4 separate regions of the Pan troglodytes genome follow, and regions 2, 3 and 4 are each linked to region 1. The links are chromatin contacts, called in public Hi-C and HiChIP or PLAC-seq maps. All regions are on one chromosome and are shown on one strand. The core of a region is the stretch at or near the end of the contact, and the rest is flanking DNA. Distances in the headings are between cores, read along the strand shown. Region 1 holds the start of SRL (sarcalumenin). Region 2 holds the start of ADCY9 (adenylate cyclase 9). Region 3 overlaps ADCY9 (adenylate cyclase 9). Region 4 holds the start of CORO7-PAM16 (CORO7-PAM16 readthrough).

Region 1 (2,764 bases), core at 134-2,633:
CCAGCAGTTTGAGAGGCCGAGGTGGGCGGATCACTTGAGGTCAGGAGTTTGAGACCAGCCTGGCCAACATGGTGGAACCCCGTCTCTACTAAAAATACAAAAATTAGCCTGGCATGGTGGCGAATGCCAGTAACTGTGGTCCCAGCTACTGGTGGGGCTGAGGCAGGAGAATCACTTGCACCCGGGAGGTGGAGGTTGCAGTGAGCTGAGATTGTGCCACTGCACTCCAGCCTGGGTGACAGGGCGACGCTCCATCTTAAAAAAAAAAAAAAAAAAAAAAAAAATTTAAAAAATGAAAGTAGTTACATTTAGTAGAAGTCACACTTTCTGATATTTGGTTTTGCGTGTTTCCTACACGCAAATGCGTAGTTTCCTACCCACCACTATGATCACGATATGATTAAAAAAAAATAAAACATGCCGGGTGCGGTGGCTCACGCCTGTAATTCCAGCACTTTGGGAGGTCAAGGTGGGCGGATCACCTGAGGTCGGGAGTTCGACAGCAGCCTGACCAACATGGAGAAACCTTGTCTCTACTAAAAATACAAAATTAACTGGGCGTGGTGGCGCATGCCTGTAATCCCAGCTACTCGGGAGGCTAAGGCACGAGAATCGCTTGAACCCAGGAGGCGGAGGTTGCGGTGAGCCGAGATCGCGCCATTGCACTCCAGCCTGGGCAACAAGAGCGAAACTGTCTCAAAAATAAATAAATAGATAAATAATAAAACCAAAGCAAAATAAAAAAATATGAATTAGTTCCTTCATTTCCAATGCTCCCCATGCCTCTTGGTGGTCAACCCAGCCCCTAGGAGCCACTGATCTATGTTGCTATAGTCTTACCTGTGACATGTCATATAAATGGGATAACTCAGCCTTTTGAGCCTGGCTTCTTTGCACTGCAGCCAATTTTCTCTTGCTGAGATTATCCAGCTAAAGTTACATAGGAGCTGGCCCGGCACAGCGACCCCTTTCGGCCAGGTGCGAAACGGCAGGCCCGACGGTCCCCACGCAGCTCCTAAGAGGATCAACAGAGGGCGCAGTGCGCCCGGAACGCCCAGCCCCTGCGAAAGCGGAGGCTCCTCTCTCGGTCCCTGCGGGACAGCTCAGTTCTCATAGGCCAGAGGCGTGGCTTGGGGGCGGGCCAGGGGAATCCCACCTCCCCTTGCATGCTCAAGCGCGCCGGGCGATGGTAGGCGGTCTCACCCGCAGGCGGTGGAAGTCAGGGGCGCGGCTGCGGCCCCGCCCCTTCCCGGACTCGCCCCGCCCGTCCCCTCGCCGCGCATGTTCCCAGACGCCTCAGGCCATGGCGCGCGCGCTCCCGCCAGCACGCACGTCTGGCCCCGCCCCCGCGCCTGGCGCGCGCGCGCGCTCTCACGCACGATCTGCTCCCGGACTCCTTCAGCGCGCTGCCCGCCTGCCCAGGGCCTTACCGGAGAGCAGGTGACGGCGGCCTCCGGGCACTGAGCTCGCGCTGACGAAAGGTTCTGGAAGCCGCCGTAAAAACTAATCAAGAAACGGGTGACAGGACTTTTCGTAAAACATTTAATTTTTACCCAAAGTATCCGAAACATTGCCGTGTCAATCTGAGTGCGATGGGAGACTGCCGGCCCCAAGGAGCTGCTCGTCCTTCTGCCGAGTCCCGGGCCAGACCCGCGGAGGAGACCGCCGCGCCGGAGGAGACCGCCGCGCCGGAGCTCGGACCTGACGTTTTTGTGAAGCACAGGGGGCGTGGGAGGGACCGGATCAATGCGGCACTCAACAAAACCTGTTTTTAAAAGAGTCGTGCTGTGTCGCCCAGGATGGAGTGCAGTGACGCGATCTCGGCTCACTGCAGCCTCCATCTTCCGGGCTCAAGCAAGCCTCCCGCCTCAGCCTCCTGAGTAGCTGGGATTACAGGCACACACCTCCAGCTCGGCTGTTTTAATTTTTTTTTTTTTAGACGTAATTTAGCTCATGTTGACCAGGCTGGAGTGCAGTGGCGCGATCTCGGCTCACCGCAACCCCCGCCTCCCGGGTTCAAGCGATTCTTCCGCCTCAGCCTCCTGAGTAGCTGGGATTGCAGGCATGCGCCACCACGCCCGGCTAATTTTGTACTTATAGTAGAGACGGGGTTTCTCCATGTTGGTCAGGCTGGTCTCGAACTCGCGACCTCAGGTGCTCCGCCCGCCTTGGCCTCCCAAAGTGCTGGGATTACAGGCGTGAGCCACCTCTGCAGGGCCAAAAGCCTTTTATTGGAGTACTGGGTAACACATTCAGAAGAGGGTGCATAGCTTAGGCGCTCCGTGAATTTTCACAAACTGAACATACACCCAGGTAGCCAACACCCCCAGCAAGCCCCAGAATCCCCTCATGCTTGCTTTCTGCCACTATCAAGCAGTTTGCTTTCTTTCAGATTTTTAAGTTTTGAAATAATTATCGAAATGTACAGGGAGAAGTCTGGGTTGGTGGTTCTAACCTGTAGTCTCAGCTACTAGAGAGGCTGAAGGGGGAAGATGGCTTTAGCCCTGGATTTCTAGACTAGCCTGGACAACATAGCAAGACCTCATCTCTATTTGTTTTTGAGACAGAGCCTCGGTTTGTCACCCATGCTGGAGTGCAGTGGACCTCTGCCTCCCGGGTTCAAGTGATTCTTCTGTCTCAGCCTCCCGAGTTATTTGGGATTACAGGTGTGCGCCACCACGCCCAGCTAATTTTTTTGTATTTTTAGTAGAGACGGGTTTCACCATGTTGGCCAGTCTAGTCTTAAACTTCTGACTTCAGGTGA
Region 2 (2,857 bases), core at 271-2,770, 140 kb after region 1:
AGTAATATTCCATTGCATGGACAGATCACATTTTACTTTTATTTTCTAATTCAACAGGGGCGCTGGGCCTGGGAGGCGAGGGAGGGGATGGAAGAGAGCCCCGTGACTGGCAGGAGGCACTGTGGAGTGTGGGGAGAAGGGGTCGGGATCTGCATGCTAGAGAGAATAGGATTTTATTTACACGTGGCAATGTTTATGGAGGCCAATGCACAACTGCCATTATAGGACGCGGACTCCTTTGAAAGTCTCATTTGTGTAAAAGGAAAAGCAATAGTTCATGAGGAGGATGAGAAGGGCTCAAGGACAGCAAGGTAAACTACCCCTGGGGCGGGGGAACGTGGTCGTCGGTGGGCCCAGCTTTGGAGGTTTGGCCCGCGAAGGTCGCCCCGTGAGCAGGTCCAGGGCAGGCCGAGTGCCCCGGGGCCCGCATTCATTGCTTACAGAGCAAGGGGAGCCTCCCGGGAGGGAAATCCAACGGTTGGAAACTTCGATTTATCCCAAAGGCGTGCCGAGTGGGAAGGCAACATTTTGATTTCTCAAACGTTGCGGCCAGCGGCTCCTTCCACGGCAGGCGCCTTCAGGTCTCTCCGCAGGGTCGGGACCCCGGGCGGCGCGCGGCCTCTGGGGCGCCGAGAGAGGCCGGGCCCACAGCGCCCGGAGCGCGGACAGTGGCCACAGCCCGCCGCCTAGAAGCGGCGCCGCCCGGGGCGGAGGGCGGAGCCGAGTGCGCGCCCCGCCCCGCCCCGCCCCGCAGCCCCAGCCCCAGCCTAGCGCGCGCACCAAGGCGGGGCGGCGCGCGGCCCGTGCGCGTGTCCGGGGCCAGGAGGCGGCGGCGGCGTGCGCGGGCCGCGCGTGCGCGCTGCGGCTGGGCGAGGGGCGGCGCGGGCGCGCGTCTGTCAGTGACAGCGGGCGGGGCGGGGGCCGGAGATGGTGGCGGCGGCAGCTCTTCCGACATGAGGCAGCGGCCGCGGGGGACACGGCGGCGGGCGCGGCGGCGGCCGCATCTCTAGCTCGGGGAGGCGGCCCCCGGCGTGGGCGCGGGCGGGCGGGCGTCCCGGCCGGCGTCGCGGGAGCCCGGCTCTGCGGCAGCGTCTGCACCGCCGCCCGGTGAGGGGCCCGCGTCCGTGGTTCCACGCGCTCGGTCCCGGGACAGCTGCGGCCGCGGCGGGAGCGGCGGCGCACTCGGGGGGAAGCAGGCCCCGCTAGACGGGCCGCGCCGACGGGCTCCGCACTCGCAGCCCGGGGCGCCCCCACCCCCAGCGCCCGCCGCCGCGGGCAGGGCCGGCCCGGAGCGCGGGGGGCGGCCGGGGAGCGCGGGCCGGGGGCGCCCGCCGAAGCTCGCTGCTCCGGGTCGGGGTCGGGGTCGGGGCCGGGGCCGGCCGCGCGCCGCCTTTGACGCATCGGAGCGCGGCTCCTGCAGGATGGAGGGCTCCGCGCCGCCAGCGGAGTTGTTTGTGCGCAGGCGGCTCGCGGGGCTGGGAGCGCTCAAGGTCTGAACTTCCCTCCGGAGCCGCAGCTGGAGGAGGCGAGCGCGCGAGGAGGAGAAGCCGCGCGGCGCGGAGGCCACCCTCGGGGCGAGAGGCGCGGAAGGCGAGCGAGCAAAGCGGTCCCGGAGCCACGCGGCCACGCGGCGGGGACCCCCGGGCGTTCTAGGTCCGTCCCGAGCGGTTCTCGTGCGCCTCGAAGGTGGGGGCGGTGGGGGCGGTGGGAGCACCGCTGAGCCGGGAACCACAGGAACAGATGGTGCCTGTCCAGGTCGCGTGCTGGAGCCGCCCCTTAGGACAGGAGCAGGTCCCGGGCCTCTAGGCGTGCGTGCCTAGGTGGGAGCGCCGCTAACTCTCCCCGTTTTGCTGGCAGGTACTGGTGACCCCGGCCGGGGCAGGCCCCGGGACTCGACAACATGGCTTCCCCGCCCCACCAGCAGCTGCTGCATCACCACAGCACCGAGGTGAGCTGCGACTCCAGCGGGGACAGCAACAGCGTGCGCGTCAAGATCAACCCCAAGCAGCTGTCCTCCAACAGCCACCCCAAGCACTGCAAATACAGCATCTCCTCTAGCTGCAGCAGCTCTGGGGACTCCGGGGGCGTCCCCCGGCGAGTGGGCGGCGGAGGCCGGCTGCGCAGGCAGAAGAAGCTGCCCCAGCTGTTCGAGAGGGCCTCCAGCCGCTGGTGGGACCCCAAGTTCGACTCGGTGAACCTGGAGGAGGCCTGCCTGGAGCGCTGCTTCCCGCAGACCCAGCGCCGGTTCCGATATGCGCTCTTCTACATCGGCTTCGCCTGCCTTCTGTGGAGCATCTATTTTGCGGTCCACATGAGATCCAGACTGATCGTCATGGTCGCCCCCGCGCTGTGCTTCCTCCTGGTGTGTGTGGGCTTCTTTCTGTTTACCTTCACCAAGCTGTACGCCCGGCATTACGCGTGGACCTCGCTGGCTCTCACCCTGCTGGTGTTCGCCCTGACCCTGGCTGCGCAGTTCCAGGTCTTGACGCCTGTCTCAGGACGCGGCGACAGCTCCAACCTTACGGCCACAGCCCGGCCCACAGATACTTGCTTATCTCAAGTGGGGAGCTTCTCCATGTGCATCGAAGTGCTCTTTTTGCTCTATACCGTCATGCACTTACCTTTGTACCTGAGCTTGTGTCTGGGGGTGGCCTACTCTGTCCTTTTCGAGACCTTTGGCTACCATTTCCGGGATGAAGCCTGCTTCCCCTCGCCCGGAGCCGGGGCCCTGCACTGGGAGCTGCTGAGCAGGGCGCTGCTCCACGGCTGCATCCACGCCATCGGGGTCCACCTGTTCGTCATGTCCCAGGTGAGGTCCAGGAGCACCTTCCTCAAGGTGGGGCAATCCATTATGCAC
Region 3 (2,700 bases), core at 171-2,670, 250 kb after region 1:
CCAGTGGTCCTTCAGGGCCGAGGGATTGAGTGAGAGGTCCAGGGACTTTTCGACTCCGCCCCGTGTGGCTCTGAGATTGTGTGTGTGAGTTTTACACGTGTGTGCTCATGTGGTGCCTTGTCTAGTATTCTCAGGCCATCTGCTGTCTGTTCTTACTGCTTTGGGGATGTAAGAAAACTTCTTTTTCTGTGATAATTACTGCTTATCTTTTCTTCTAATATTCTGCTTCTATTTTTTTCTAATGTTTCATTAGCAGAAATACTCTATTTTGTACTTATGCCCGTACCTAACCTGTTAGCTTAAACAGCAATGCCAGGAACATAGAGTTAGCCCCATGGCTCTGCCGCACTGACGGGCTGCCCCGTTCACCTGGAGATCGTTGGGGCCAGGAGCTCTGCTGCCTGGGCTCACCGCCTCTTTATGCGGTTCCGACCGTACTGTGTGGCTCTGGGCCAGTGCCTGCTCTGTCTCAGTGTCCTCATCTGTAAAATGGAACCGATCATACTACCTGCATCGTGGTTGCTTACGAGGGCTAAGCAGATACAAGGAGTTTCAAAGAACACCTCAGGAAATTGTGTTTGTGGTTATTGTGGTTGCAATATCATGACTATTTCTGTTCACCATGTTAACATCATTTTGAGTTTGGGAGCAAAGGATGCTTCTGATAACACGACATCTTGCAAGACAGTCGTGTTGAGAAGACGAAGCAGGCAAAGCCAGGGCTCTTCTACTGGTGTATCCTCCTCGTTTCTGAGAAAAGAGGTTTCCCCACTCCCTCCCTTGACAGTTTTGAAAAGGGACAGCTGTTGGCTTAGAAATGATTTATCTTGTGATGAGAAATAACCTTGAAGAAAAAACGATTTTATAGCTTTGTGCCATATATTTTGACCGGAATGTAGGGTGCACGTCCTGAAATGTGTTAAAAACAAATGCAGATGTGCCCAAGTGTGTTAGAGAAATGGCTACACTCTTCCCTCCAAAGCCCACGTCCACATGGGGGAAGGAGCAAAGATAATCCAGAAAAATGCAGAGTTTGCTCTTGGGTGTTCTCCAGGGAATCTCAGGTTACCCAGGCAACAGCCAGCAAACTCCCTGGCCCGCCAGGCGTGCTGCTGGGAGGACCTTAGAAGTCTTGAAACTTCCCTTGATGCCGGAGGGCCCAGGGTGCTGCTTGGAAGAACCAGGAGGACAGGCATGGCTGCTCAGGTCACTCTAGGGAAACAAGGCCCAGGAGAGCAGGGTGCCAGGATTATTCCTGGGTCCTCCTTGTGCCAGGAAAGGGGGCCAGAGCCATATGACGGTGGTCCGGGTCCCAGGGCCCTGGAGTCTGTGGCCGTCTGCGGAATGATCATTGCTGCCTCACAGTGTGGCTGCAAAGGACGAGATCATACAGTCGAGACTGCAGATATTGTGTGGATGGGGGCCCGACTTGTTCACGGGTAGGATCTTGGCCAATAGACATTCCTAAGTCATAGTAGCTACTGTCATTATGACACTGCTTTTTCTCTAACGTGCCTGCCCGTGCGGCTCCCTGTGAGCCAGCCGCTAGAGTTGTCTCCCAAGGCAGTGAGGTGCTTCCATGCCTGGAGCTTCCTGGAGTTGGAAATACTCTTCCCAGGGAGGGCTTCTCAGCAGGGGTGGAGATGCCTGCAGCTGTGCAGGGGGAGACGCTGTTTAGCCGGCTGGGAAACATTTCACAGAGGCATCCGTGCTTGGCAAAAAACAGTTTGTGAAATGTCTTAATCCAGATTAAAATTAAGCTAATGAATCACTCAAGGAAAATTGCCATTGGGGTTGGGGGGTAGGAGGTCAGGGGAGGGAAACAAACCCACCCACCATTGCATGGTGGGACCCTCCTGGTACGGAAGGGGCCTCTAACTACAGCTCAGAAGGGGATGTTGAGATGAGAATCTCTCCATTGGGTAGATGGATTTCTCTTTTTTTCTTTTCTTTTCTTTTCTTTCTTTCTTTCTTTTTTTTTTTTTTTTTTTTGAGACAGAGTTTTGCTCTTTTGCCTGGGCTGGAGTGCAGTGGCACGATATCGGCTCACTGCAACCTCCACCTCCCGGGTTCAAGAGATTCCCCTGCCTCAGCCTCCCCAGTAGCTGAAACTACAGGCGTGCACTACCACGCCAGGCTAATTTTTTGTATTTTAGTAGACACGGGGTTTCACCATGTTGGCCAGGATGGTCTCAATCTCCTGACCTTGTGATCCACCCATGTTGGCCTCCCAAAGTGCTGGGATTACAGGCGTGAGCCACTGCGCTCGGCTTCTTTTTTCTTTTTTAAAGAGACAAGGTCTTGCTTTATGACCTAGTCTGCAGTACAGTGGCATGACCATAGCTCATGGCAGCCTCTCCCTCCTGGGCTCAAGCGACCCTCCCACCTCAGCCTCCTGAGTAGCTGGGACTACAGGCACACACCACTGTGCCCAGCTAATTTCTAAAATTTTTAAAAAGCTTTTGTAGAGATAGGGTCTTGATACATTGCCCGGTTGATCTCAAACTCCTGGGCTCAAGCAAGCCACCACACCCAGCTCTAAGATTTCTTTTGTTTCATTTGTTTGAAAGTTTTTATCTAGAAAATTATCCCTCAAAAAGAAGGTAGCTGAGGAATCTTGCTCTGTCGCCCAGGCTGGAGTGCAGTGGCACAATCTGAGCTCACTGCAACCTCTGCCTCCCGGGTCCAAGCGACTCTCCT
Region 4 (2,700 bases), core at 200-2,699, 160 kb before region 1:
GCCAACCTGATGATTTTCTAAAAACCTTTTTGGACTGGGCGCAGTGGCTTATGCCTCTAATCCTAGCACTTTGGGAGGCTGAGGCAGGTGGATCACTTGAGGTCAGGAGTTTGAGACCAGCCTGGCCAACATGGCAAAATCCCATCTCTACTAAAAATACAAAAATTAGGAGTAGTGGCGCACACCTGTAATCCCAGCTGCTTGGGAGGCTGAGGCAGGAGAATCGCTTGAACTCAGGAGGTGGAGGTTGCAGTGAGCTGAGATGACACCACTGCACTCCAGCCTGGGCAACAGAGTGAGACTCTGTCTCAAAACAAACAAACAAAAAGCCTTTTCAATAAACCACAAGTGACTTTGGTTCACAGTAAATATACTTCTGCCCGAACTAAGATAAAATGTAAGCATTGCTTTTCAAACCTTAGAAATGCAAGAATCAGCTGGGTGCGTTGGCTCATTCCTATAATCCCCACACTTTGGCAGGCCAAGTTGGGAGGACTGCTTGAGTCTCGTTCGAGACCAGCCTGACCAACATGGTGAAACCCCGTCTCTTACTAAAAATAAAAAATTAGTTGGGCGCGGTGGCAGGCGCCTGTAATCCCAGCTATTCGGGAGGCTGAGGCAAGAGAATTGCTTGAACCCGCGAGGCAGAGGGTGCAGTGAGCCGAGATCGCGCCACTGCACTCCAGCCTGGGTGACAGGGACTCCGTGTCAAATAAATGAATAAATACTAAAGAAAAATTAAAAGCTATTATTATTATTATTTTTAGAGGCAGGGTCTCTTTCTGTCTCCCAGGCTGGAGTGCAGTGGCGCGATCACAGATAACTGCAGCCTCGACCTCTTGGGCTCAAGGGATACTCCTGCCTCAGTCTCCCAAAGTTCGGGATTACAGACCTGAGCCACCGCGCTTGGCCGGATGCAGAGCGCCTGGCCCGATGCAGAGGCTTTTGAGTAGGCCCGGTGGACAGGGATTTGCTTTAGACCTGGGCCCGTGTTCCCCCTCTGCCTCTTACCACTGGTGTGACCTGGGGACCGACAGTTTACACTCTCCTTTAGCCGGGGGTTTCCTGTCTCTGAAATGGAGCTAATTTCTCCCCTCTCTACAGGAAGAGGTAGATAGTGCTGGAAGGCGTGCTAGGTACACCGCAAAGACTCCACAGCAAATCCTGCACACAAAATCGCGAATGCTGCAGCCCAGACCCCACGCAAGCAAGCACCGCAGGAGACGTGGGCTGACAGCTGCGCCTCACGTGACCTCCCACCCGCGCCAGTCCGTCCCCTCGGTATCAGGGCGTGGCCTCGCGGGGCGGCCGTACCTGGATTGGCCGGGAGGCGGGACCGGTGGTGCGCGCGCGAAAGGAGAGGGGCTTGGGGGCGTGGCCCAGGGGGCCGGAGACGGCTGCGATTGGCAGTGGGGCGTGCCGGGGGGCGTGACCGCGGCATTGGGTCCTGGGTGGGGCCGAGGCAGCGGGAGTCGCGGTTGCTCAGCGTGCACCTGAGACCCGACGCCCGGGGTCCTCGAAGACGCGTCCGCCGCCGTGCCCGTCGCCATGAACCGCTTCAGGGTGTCCAAGTTCCGGCACACCGAGGCTCGGCCGCCCCGCCGCGAGGTGAGTCCGGCCCGAGGACCGGGCGCTGTCGCCTCAGGCCCCGTCCGGCTGCCCCTCCCCCTGCCCGGACCCCACAGGGGTGCCCCCCAGGGCCGTCTGGACCCCCGAGACCTCCATCCCCGAGGAACCCCCTTCAGGCCAGGGCCCCGGCGTCCGGGCCGTTTCGTCGCCGCCGGAGGGCAGAGTCCGGCACTCCCGTGACTCGCTCTGGCGCTCGGTGACCCTGGCGGTCTGCCCGCCTCGCCCACCTCGCCCCGGGACCCCCGAGGCGGCGCAGCCCTCCTAGCCGGGGCCCAGGCCTGCGAGGCCGCCTGCCTTCCCAGCTTCCGGTCGGCCTCGCCGGGAGCCGGGGCTCGGGGCGCTGCCGGCGCCTGGCTCCTCCTCCCTGCCGCCCCGGGTCGCCCCTGCCCCTGGCTGGGCTGTGGGGAGACGCCCCTCTCTCCTCTGGCCCCGGCGAGCCCGAGTGTGTCAGTGGTGGGGAGGGAGCCCCTCGGCCGCACGCGCCCCTCCCTCGGGTTTCCGCCGGTGCTTCCTCCTCTCGCTGCTGGCGCAAGCTCTTCCTTTATCTCGGTGATGCTGCCACGGCTGGGTGGGGCCTGGGGAAGCCTGAGCAGGTGGAGCCCCAAAGAATTGCTGAGCCAGGTGCCGGGAGACCCTTCGGACCCCCGAAACGGCAGGAGGACTGATGAGGGGTGCGCCTTGGAAACGATGTCAGCTCTGCTCTTCCGCTTTCCGTGTTATTTGTAAGGCCTGGGAGTGTCCTCCGATAACTGGGCCTAGGAGTTGACCTCAAGTGACCCCATCAGGGTCCCAGAGCAAGTCAGGGCAGTCTGGGTAGAGGTTCCGTTTTTGTAGTCTGGACTATATTTCCTCTGCTTCCACTTTATGCTGTGCTAAGCTGCTGGAGACATCCCGGTGAACACAACGGCATTTTCCTTCCCCTGTGGCACCTGTAGCCTCATGAGGGAGACAGCAAGCAGACAAACAAGAGCATTGGAGGTTTTCATAACGACATTGAAGAACACACATGAGGGACTGGGATGGAGAATGGAGGGGGCCAGTCTCAGTAGCGTGGTCAGGAAAGGCTGCCTG

The links. Hi-C and Micro-C count contacts between places; a contact is called where the count stands out from the background. HiChIP or PLAC-seq counts read pairs in DNA pulled down with a chosen protein or histone mark.
Region 2: a contact with region 1 is called in an H3K4me3 HiChIP or PLAC-seq map of stem cell-derived excitatory neurons, with 4 times the contacts expected there. The contact joins the promoter of ADCY9 here to the promoter of SRL in region 1. A contact is called at or near these places in 1 of 7 Hi-C or Micro-C datasets (stem cell-derived neural progenitor cells) and 1 of 1 datasets of contacts at active chromatin or transcription factors (stem cell-derived excitatory neurons).
Region 3: a Hi-C map of stem cell-derived neural progenitor cells shows a contact between it and region 1, with 3 times the contacts expected there. The contact joins the enhancer-like site here to the promoter of SRL in region 1. A contact is called at or near these places in 2 of 7 Hi-C or Micro-C datasets (induced pluripotent stem cells and stem cell-derived neural progenitor cells) and 1 of 1 datasets of contacts at active chromatin or transcription factors (stem cell-derived excitatory neurons).
Region 4: an H3K4me3 HiChIP or PLAC-seq map of stem cell-derived excitatory neurons shows a contact between it and region 1, with 2.1 times the contacts expected there. The contact joins the promoter of CORO7-PAM16 here to the promoter of SRL in region 1. A contact is called at or near these places in 2 of 7 Hi-C or Micro-C datasets (induced pluripotent stem cells and stem cell-derived neural progenitor cells) and 1 of 1 datasets of contacts at active chromatin or transcription factors (stem cell-derived excitatory neurons).

The regions. Positions count from the first base shown.
Region 1 is chr18:6,899,864-6,902,627 of NHGRI_mPanTro3-v2.0_pri, reverse strand. It overlaps SRL (sarcalumenin), which reads left to right and starts at 1,383. Exons shown (of 8, transcript XM_063797662.1): 1 at 1,383-2,764.
Region 2 is chr18:6,761,038-6,763,894 of NHGRI_mPanTro3-v2.0_pri, reverse strand. It overlaps ADCY9 (adenylate cyclase 9), which reads left to right and starts at 1,520. Exons shown (of 11, transcript XM_016929306.4): 1 at 1,520-1,653; 2 at 1,858-2,857. The coding sequence starts at 1,901.
Region 3 is chr18:6,646,516-6,649,215 of NHGRI_mPanTro3-v2.0_pri, reverse strand. All of the region lies in intron 3 of ADCY9 (adenylate cyclase 9), which reads left to right. Among named protein-coding and RNA genes, the nearest start is that of ADCY9, 110 kb to the left of the region's middle. Within about 2 kb of position 1,420, at least 4 of the 24 cell types and tissues checked have an H3K27ac peak or open chromatin away from gene starts, as enhancers often do. A contact at or near this core is called in stem cell-derived neural progenitor cells, where this site is marked.
Region 4 is chr18:7,063,751-7,066,450 of NHGRI_mPanTro3-v2.0_pri, reverse strand. CORO7-PAM16 (CORO7-PAM16 readthrough) reads left to right here and starts at 1,449. Exons shown (of 31, transcript NM_001347979.1): 1 at 1,449-1,608. The coding sequence starts at 1,549. It overlaps CORO7 (coronin 7), which reads left to right and starts at 1,449. Exons shown (of 28, transcript NM_001347980.1): 1 at 1,449-1,608. The coding sequence starts at 1,549.